Linked DNA regions of Capra hircus: region 1 is linked to region 2. A link is a contact called in public Hi-C data. All regions are on one chromosome and are shown on one strand. The core of a region is the stretch at or near the end of the contact, and the rest is flanking DNA. Distances in the headings are between cores, read along the strand shown. Region 1 overlaps HECTD4 (probable E3 ubiquitin-protein ligase HECTD4). Region 2 holds the start of NAA25 (N-alpha-acetyltransferase 25, NatB auxiliary subunit).

Region 1 (3,214 bases), core at 385-2,884, 47 kb after region 2:
GAGGCCCCAGACGTGAGCAGGCCCGAGCCTCTGCTACCCCAGCCTCCCGCCCAACCCCAGGCTGGGCCCAACCCCAGGGCGCGGTGATGACCGCAGGACACAGGGAGATCACAGCTATGACAAGGACTGCAAAGGCAGTGGTGGTAAGAGTCTGCGTGACTCTGGCCCACCCGCCAGGCTCGGCAGCAGGGGTTCTACCTACGTTACCCCACTGACCCTACTGGGTGGGTCCTGCCGCTGCCCGTTAGAGGTGAGGTCACTTGGGCAAGGTCTCCCAGCTGGCATGGGTGAAAGCAGGCCACGCTGAGCAGTGGAGGGGCTTCGCTTCTGGTTGGTGGCTTAATTCACAGGCTCTGGAGGCAGGTGACCTGCCATTTCCTGGCTGCGTGACCCTGGGCAAGTGACCTCTCTCAGCTTCCGTTTACTCAGCAGTGAGATAGGGATGAGCACGGCTCCTCTCTTACATAAGGGGGACAGAGCACCAGGACACGCAGTACTGTACAGATGACAGGCCGCATGCACCCACCAACCTGGCCCGGCCACCAACCTTCAGGAACTCGAGGTTGATGTATGGCAGGCCGCAGGTGCGCAGCTCCATCTCCAGCGGGCTGAGCGTGGTGAGCAGCTGCAGGGGGATGATGGCCCCAAGGCCCGCGCGCACAGCCGTCACACACTCCACGTTCTGCAGCTCACGCAGCCGCAGACTCCGGATGGCGGCCGCATAGATGTCCTTGTTCTCCCACCTGGGGCATGGGCAAGGGATGACACTCAGGAGGCTGCTGGCAGCATTTCCTGGACCTCCCAGGCCAGGCAGCTCAGGGAATTCCTCTCCTGCTCTGGGTGTCACCCGCCCCAGACCCAGTGTTCCTAAATACGGTCCTTCCACTGAAGATACTCCACCATCTTTCCTGGCGCCCCGTCCTGCCTCCTGTCTTCCCCCGGGAAAGCCACCTGGCCCCGTCCGAGGCCCTGCACTCACGCCACGGGGATGTGCCGGCCGCGGCTGCACAGCTCCACCTCCTCGCCGGTCATGGTCAGGTAGGTGAACCGGCAGCAGGGCTTGTTGGGCCCCTCAGGGCTCTCAGTGGCCAGGTGCTGGGAGGCGATCTCGGCACACAGGGCCTCCAACTCCGTCTCGTCGTTGATCTGGAAGGAGGGCATGGCAGAGTGGGGCTGACCACTGCCCTGCTCCCCAGATCCCCAGTGATAGAACCTCATCCCCGTTTGGGGACAAACATTGGGTATTTTGGGGTGGGGCTACCCTGGCCACCATGAACAGGTAGGTGGCACTGGCCTGGACCATCAGCCATGCCCTCGATTCAGGGTTGGGCACTGACCAAGGCCTGCCTAACAAGACCAAATTACACCCTCCCTTTCACTGGTGCGGGCACGGCTGAAGGAGGGTGAGCCTTGTACTGCTGGGGCATCCTGAGACGAGTCATTGATGATGTTATCAGAGCACCTGGATTCAGCTCTGTCTGAAGCCCAATCTATATCTATACTTTCAGTTTTAAGGTCAAATCATTTTTTTAAAAAGTTTTCCTAAGCTGGTTTGAGCTGGGGTTTCCTGTCACTTGTCACCAGAGAACCCTGACAATCCCATCTGTGGAAGGTACACGGGCCACCCTCCACCGTGCGGCATACTGAAGTGCATGCGAGGCCACCCAGAGGAGAACAGCCCCGTGGCTCTGGGGTGGTGAAGGCTGCGGGCACCCCAAAGGAGGTTCGTCTGCTTTCCCCGCCAACCCTGGGGTGGTTCTGTCTCCCGGCACCCTCTGGGGCCTTGCCTATGCCCTCTAGATGGAAGCCTTGGCTGGACTGTCTGCCTGGACACCGTCTTACATCCCTTGCCTGCCTCAGGTTCTTGGTGCCCACCCACGGCTCTGGGAGGGCCTCTCAGAGCAGCGCCTGGCAGTGACTCATAATCCCCAGCCCCTGGGGGGTGTCCTGCTTTGACCCTTTAAGCAATGCATTGTGGGCCACTTTCTGCTGAGAAGTCAGCCGCCATCCCAGCCCTTGGCTTTGCAGCTCCTGTGTACCGGCTGCCCTCAAGTGGCAGCTAAGGGGATTACAGAGAACCTGGCAGCAAGGACCTGCCCCCTACCCTGCCAGGGACCTCAATCTGTGTGGGGGGAGCTCAGCTGACGCCTCCTCCAGCAGACACGGGGCAGGGGCACTGTTCCAGAGTCCCGCGGCCCCCCAGAAAAAAAAATGCGCTTTTCACTTACACTCTCAAATTTCTTTACGTAATTGTAGGTGAGTACATCTGCTTCCTGCAGGTCTTGGTCAGGGTCCAGGGGCTCGCCCACCAGTGTCTTCCAGAAGGAGGGCAGGAGGTCCAGGGGGAGGGGGACATCTGCTCGGATGGCGATCCCTAGCAACTGGCCCAGGAAGTGCAGCAGCTGCTCCTCCCCGTAGGTGATGGGGCTGGGGGTCAGGATGTACTTGCCCTGGAAGCCGAGGCAGGGGCGAGGGATGGACCACAGGGGCTTGTGGAAGGCGCAGAGCTGAGCCCCAGCCCCTCAGGGAGCTGCCCACGGGGCTCAGGCCCCATGTCTCACCTTGTTCTTGTTGACGGCGGAGCTGGGGCACAGCAGGAGGAGGGAGAGCGAGGAGCTCTGCAGCTCTCTGCACACCTGCCACAGGAAGTGGCGGAAGGAGCCGCCTGCGGGACAGAAGGGGACCTCTCAGACCCCCTGCCGGCAGGCCCTGTCCCCACTGGAACACCCTGACCCCACTGGGACATCAGCCACTCTGCCCCCCTGCACCAGGGCTTCGCTGAGTGGAAAGAACCCGCCCAAGGGCTGAGGGACCACTAACTGGCTGGTGGCTCCCAGGGAACCGCATCACTGCTGAAGCCAGTCTCCATCCCTCCACCTAGCAGATGGGGGCCATCACTACACCCACCTCCCAAGCTAGTTCTGGGGCATCCATGAGATCAAAGTCAGATCCTTTATGGGTCGGCTGTCATGGCTGCAAGCTGACACTGATATGAGGGCTTGGGGGACCTGTGTCCATCCCCTGCGCTGGGCCAAGAGCAGGGCCCCCGGCTTCCTCAGCATGGCCTCCCGCCAAGCCCAGGGCTCGGCGTGTTCAGTGAGAACACAGATAAACGGATGGACATACAGATACAGTGCGATGGGCAATGGGCAGTGAGCAGCTCCTCTCCTGCTGCCATTTCAAACGTGCCCCTGGGCGTCTCATAGAACTCCTG
Region 2 (3,614 bases), core at 307-2,806:
GTCTGGGACAGTCCTCAGGGGTTAAGATACCAGTTTCATGTTAGGTAAGTGACCTTAAACGAATTACACATCAATAAAGCCCCCAGTCTCATCTGTGGAAAGAAGTGGGGGAGAGGAAGGGAGGAGACTGGGAAAAACCACCCACCCCAGAAGAAAATGTGAAGATCAAACAATAATAAATATAAAAGGCCAAGGAGAGTGACTGACATAATTAGCAGACTATCCACATTATTGCTGTTAATAATAATAATTATTATTGTTGCTGTTATCAACAAGGCTGTTGCTAGAATCAAATAAGACTCAAGAGCAAAACATTATACAAATTACAAAAAGCACTACCAGTTGTATCAGAAACATGAAGTTACCCCCATCCAATAAAGTTAAATCATCTCAGCCTCCATTTAAGTAACATCTACCCTATAAACACGAGGCCTCCTTTTGGAAAGCCACTGACCTTGAAGCCTTCCTCACTATGAACTAGACCAAGACCACAGAAGCATCTAAGGGGAAAGGAAATACAAATGGGGCCACTTTCCAATTACAGAACGTCTCGATTACTGAAGAGGTGTTCCTCCCTTACTCAAATACGTGATTTTTCCCAACTGGAAGAGCAGAATGCCACCAAGGTCTTAGAGCCTGAGGGTTGAGGTAAGCGTTATTATGAAAGGGGATCCACTTGGCACGCGGAAGGCAGGCTGCAAAGGAAAGACCAGAAAAGCTACAAGAAGGAAGAGCCCTCCCTGCATGCCCCCCGACACCAGCTATTAGAGTCGCTTCACCGCTATTTTGGACCCAAGACCCCCCCGCCTCGCCGCCCCCGCTTCCCACGTGTGCCCAGAGCAGCTGTTCCTCCACCACAGGGCTCTGTATTGGGAGCCTCAAATCCGGGCCTGCTCCTGACTCGATATGGGTTGACCTTGCGTCAGCCCCTTCCCTTCTCTGGACCTGTTTCTCCCTGTGCCCCGAGCACAGTTAGTCAGACAACCCTTTAGGCCCTGCTCCCTCAAGTAAAAAGTCTTTAGTGGGGAATTTTCCCTCACGCTGGGGTGTTCCACCCTCATGCCGGAGCCAGCTTCCACCTGCGGACAGACAACGCAGCCTGCGGGTAGCGGAGGTCCCGGCGAGAGTAGTGTCTCACAGGGCCTGCCTGTCAAGCCGGCTCTGCCGACCTGCGGCCGCCCTGGCCGCGCCGCCACCAACTCAGGGCTCGAGAAAGCCAGGCCGGCGCTTACGCGAGGCCCGTGGCTGAGGCCTAGAGGCCCGCGCGGCCCGCCCCCTGTGCCCGCCGGCTCGGCTTCTGGCCCCTCAGCGCCCCTCCCGGGCCTTCGCCCCGGCTTCGGAAGCCCTCGGCGCATTCGGCTGGCGACCAGACTGGCCCCAGGCACTCACCGTAAATGGGTCGGAGGCGCCTGTCGTTAGGGTCCTGCACATGGCCCCGCGTCGCCATGATGACAAGCGCAGGACCGCAGTGCGCACGCGCGGGGCAGGCCCCCGGGAAGGGGCTGTTAAAGGGCCAGCGCCGATCTCGCGCTTCTATCGCGATGGTCGCGGGGTTGCGACAGAACGCGCCGGCGCGGAAAACACAGACACCCAAACCGCATCCCCGCCCCCCGCCCCCCAAGGTGTGTCACTTCAGTGGCTCCTTTTCCTCCGTTTTGCTGGTGAAAAGTGAGGGGAGGGATGGGGGAGAAACTTGGTTAAAGACAGGGCTCGGCTGCTCCTGCTCATCCTGTTTCTCCTCTGTGCGGAAGGACCAGTTAGACTTGCCTTTGATTCACTGTTGAGGAACCGGAAACTCTTGTGGGAGGGTGACCCCGGGGACAGTAGGGGGAAAAGGGTGCTGAGCGACAAGTAGAAACGTGCCAGAAAAGTTCGAGGTCCCTTCACCCCCTCCTCGGTGCTCAGCCTGCTAAGAAGCATCCTAGGGATCAAAGTTAACATTACCAGTTTGAGGTGATGAGAAAGGAACTTCCCTTGTGTAGTATTTTTTTCTGGAAGACCCATAAACTCAGACTAGTTACAAAGAAAACATCAAACAAATCGCACTGAGTGACATTATACAAAATGCCTGACCGGTAGGCTTCAGGACTGTCAAGGTCATGAAAAATAAGGCAACACTGAGAAGCCGTTACAGCCCAGCAATACCTAAGGAGACAAGACAACCAAACACAATGTGATATCTTCCTTGGGATCCTGGAACAGAACAAAGGGCATCAGTGGAAAAAGAGTTGAAATTCAAATGAAGTCTAGAGTTCACTTAATAGTATTGTGCTAATGTTGGTTTCTCATTTTGATGAATGTACCATGGTAATGCAAGATGTTAAGTGGTTGAGGGGTATATGAAAACTTAATCTCTTTTCACTCTCTTTTTAAGTCTAAAATTATTCCAAAATCAAAGATTTCAGAATGCTTTTATTGTTTGTTTTTTAAAATTCTCTGCTGCACCCTGCAGTACTTGGAATCTTATTTTCCCAACCAGGGATAGAACCCCTGCAGTAAAAGCAGTCTTAACCTCTGGACCACCACGAAGGCCCCTAAATGCACTTGTGGGGGGGTGACTACTTTTTAAAAACCAAATGCACTAGAAACTCTCATCCCAATTCTGTCCTGAGTTCTAGCTCAAAGAGAAAATTCCAGAAGCAATTACACAGAAAAATTCTTAGAATGGGGATGCTTGGGGAGAGAGAGTCCCTCAAATGAAGATATGATCTGTGATCCTCAGAGAAAATAGTTCCTAAAGCTGAGGAGAGTTTAAAATACACTAGATGGGGACCTCCCTGGCCATTTCACTCCAGAGGACACGGGTTTGAGCATCACCTGGGAACTTAGAAACATTATTAGGCACTGCTCCAGACATACTGGATCAAATGCTCTGGGAGTAGGGTCGGCGATTTGTATCTTTACAAATCCTCTTGTGATTTGGATTCAGACAAAAGTTTTATCCTTTTTTAGATCAGAAGCGGGCAAATTATGACCCATAGGCCAAATCTACCTTACTACTGTTTTTGTACAGTCTGTGAGCCAAGAATGATTTTCACATTTTTTAATGGTTGGGGAAAAATAAAAGAAGACTATTTCACAACGTGAAAGTTATATAAAGTTCAAAGGTCAGTGTCTATAAGTAAAATTTTATTGAACCCAACTATTCATTTATGCATTGTCTGTGGTTGCTTTTGTGCTACAACAGAAGAATTGAGTAGTTGTAACAGAGACCTTGTGGCCCAGAAGCTTAAAATAAATTTACTATCTGACCCTTTACAGAAAACATTTGCCAATTGCTATTCTAGAATACGCTCAGGATAAATGAATAAACAGATACCTCCAGGGTAGAGTTGTCAGGTCAAATATGGTACAATATTTGGGGCATCCTTACACTAAAATGATATTCACTGTTTATCTGAAATTCACATTTAGCCAGGTGACTTAGAGTTTTTAATACTTGATTTACAAGATTGTATCAGTTTCAGGTGCACAGGGGTTCTACACATTTATTTGCTAAACCCTATCCCAGGGAGAACTCCATGTTTCCCAAATCATGTTAACCAGCAAGAATGAAGGTCAGGAGCCTCCAGTAAGCTGATCCCAGGCTTGCTCTTAGGTGCTGCGGCCAGGTA

Evidence for each region. A called contact is a pair of places that touch in the nucleus more often than the background predicts.
Region 1: a Hi-C map of blood shows a contact between it and region 2, with 4 times the contacts expected there. The contact joins the enhancer-like site here to the promoter of NAA25 in region 2. A contact is called at or near these places in 3 of 5 Hi-C or Micro-C datasets (all in blood).

What each region holds. Positions count from the first base shown.
Region 1 is chr17:9,101,372-9,104,585 of ARS1.2, forward strand. It overlaps HECTD4 (probable E3 ubiquitin-protein ligase HECTD4), which reads right to left. Exons shown (of 76, transcript XM_018061149.1): 71 at 2,562-2,665; 72 at 2,229-2,450; 73 at 980-1,146; 74 at 548-743. Among named protein-coding and RNA genes, the nearest start is that of TRAFD1, 26 kb to the left of the region's middle. Within about 2 kb of position 1,635, at least 4 of the 5 cell types and tissues checked have an H3K27ac peak or open chromatin away from gene starts, as enhancers often do.
Region 2 is chr17:9,054,686-9,058,299 of ARS1.2, forward strand. It overlaps NAA25 (N-alpha-acetyltransferase 25, NatB auxiliary subunit), which reads right to left and starts at 1,557. Exons shown (of 24, transcript XM_018061148.1): 1 at 1,390-1,557. The coding sequence starts at 1,447.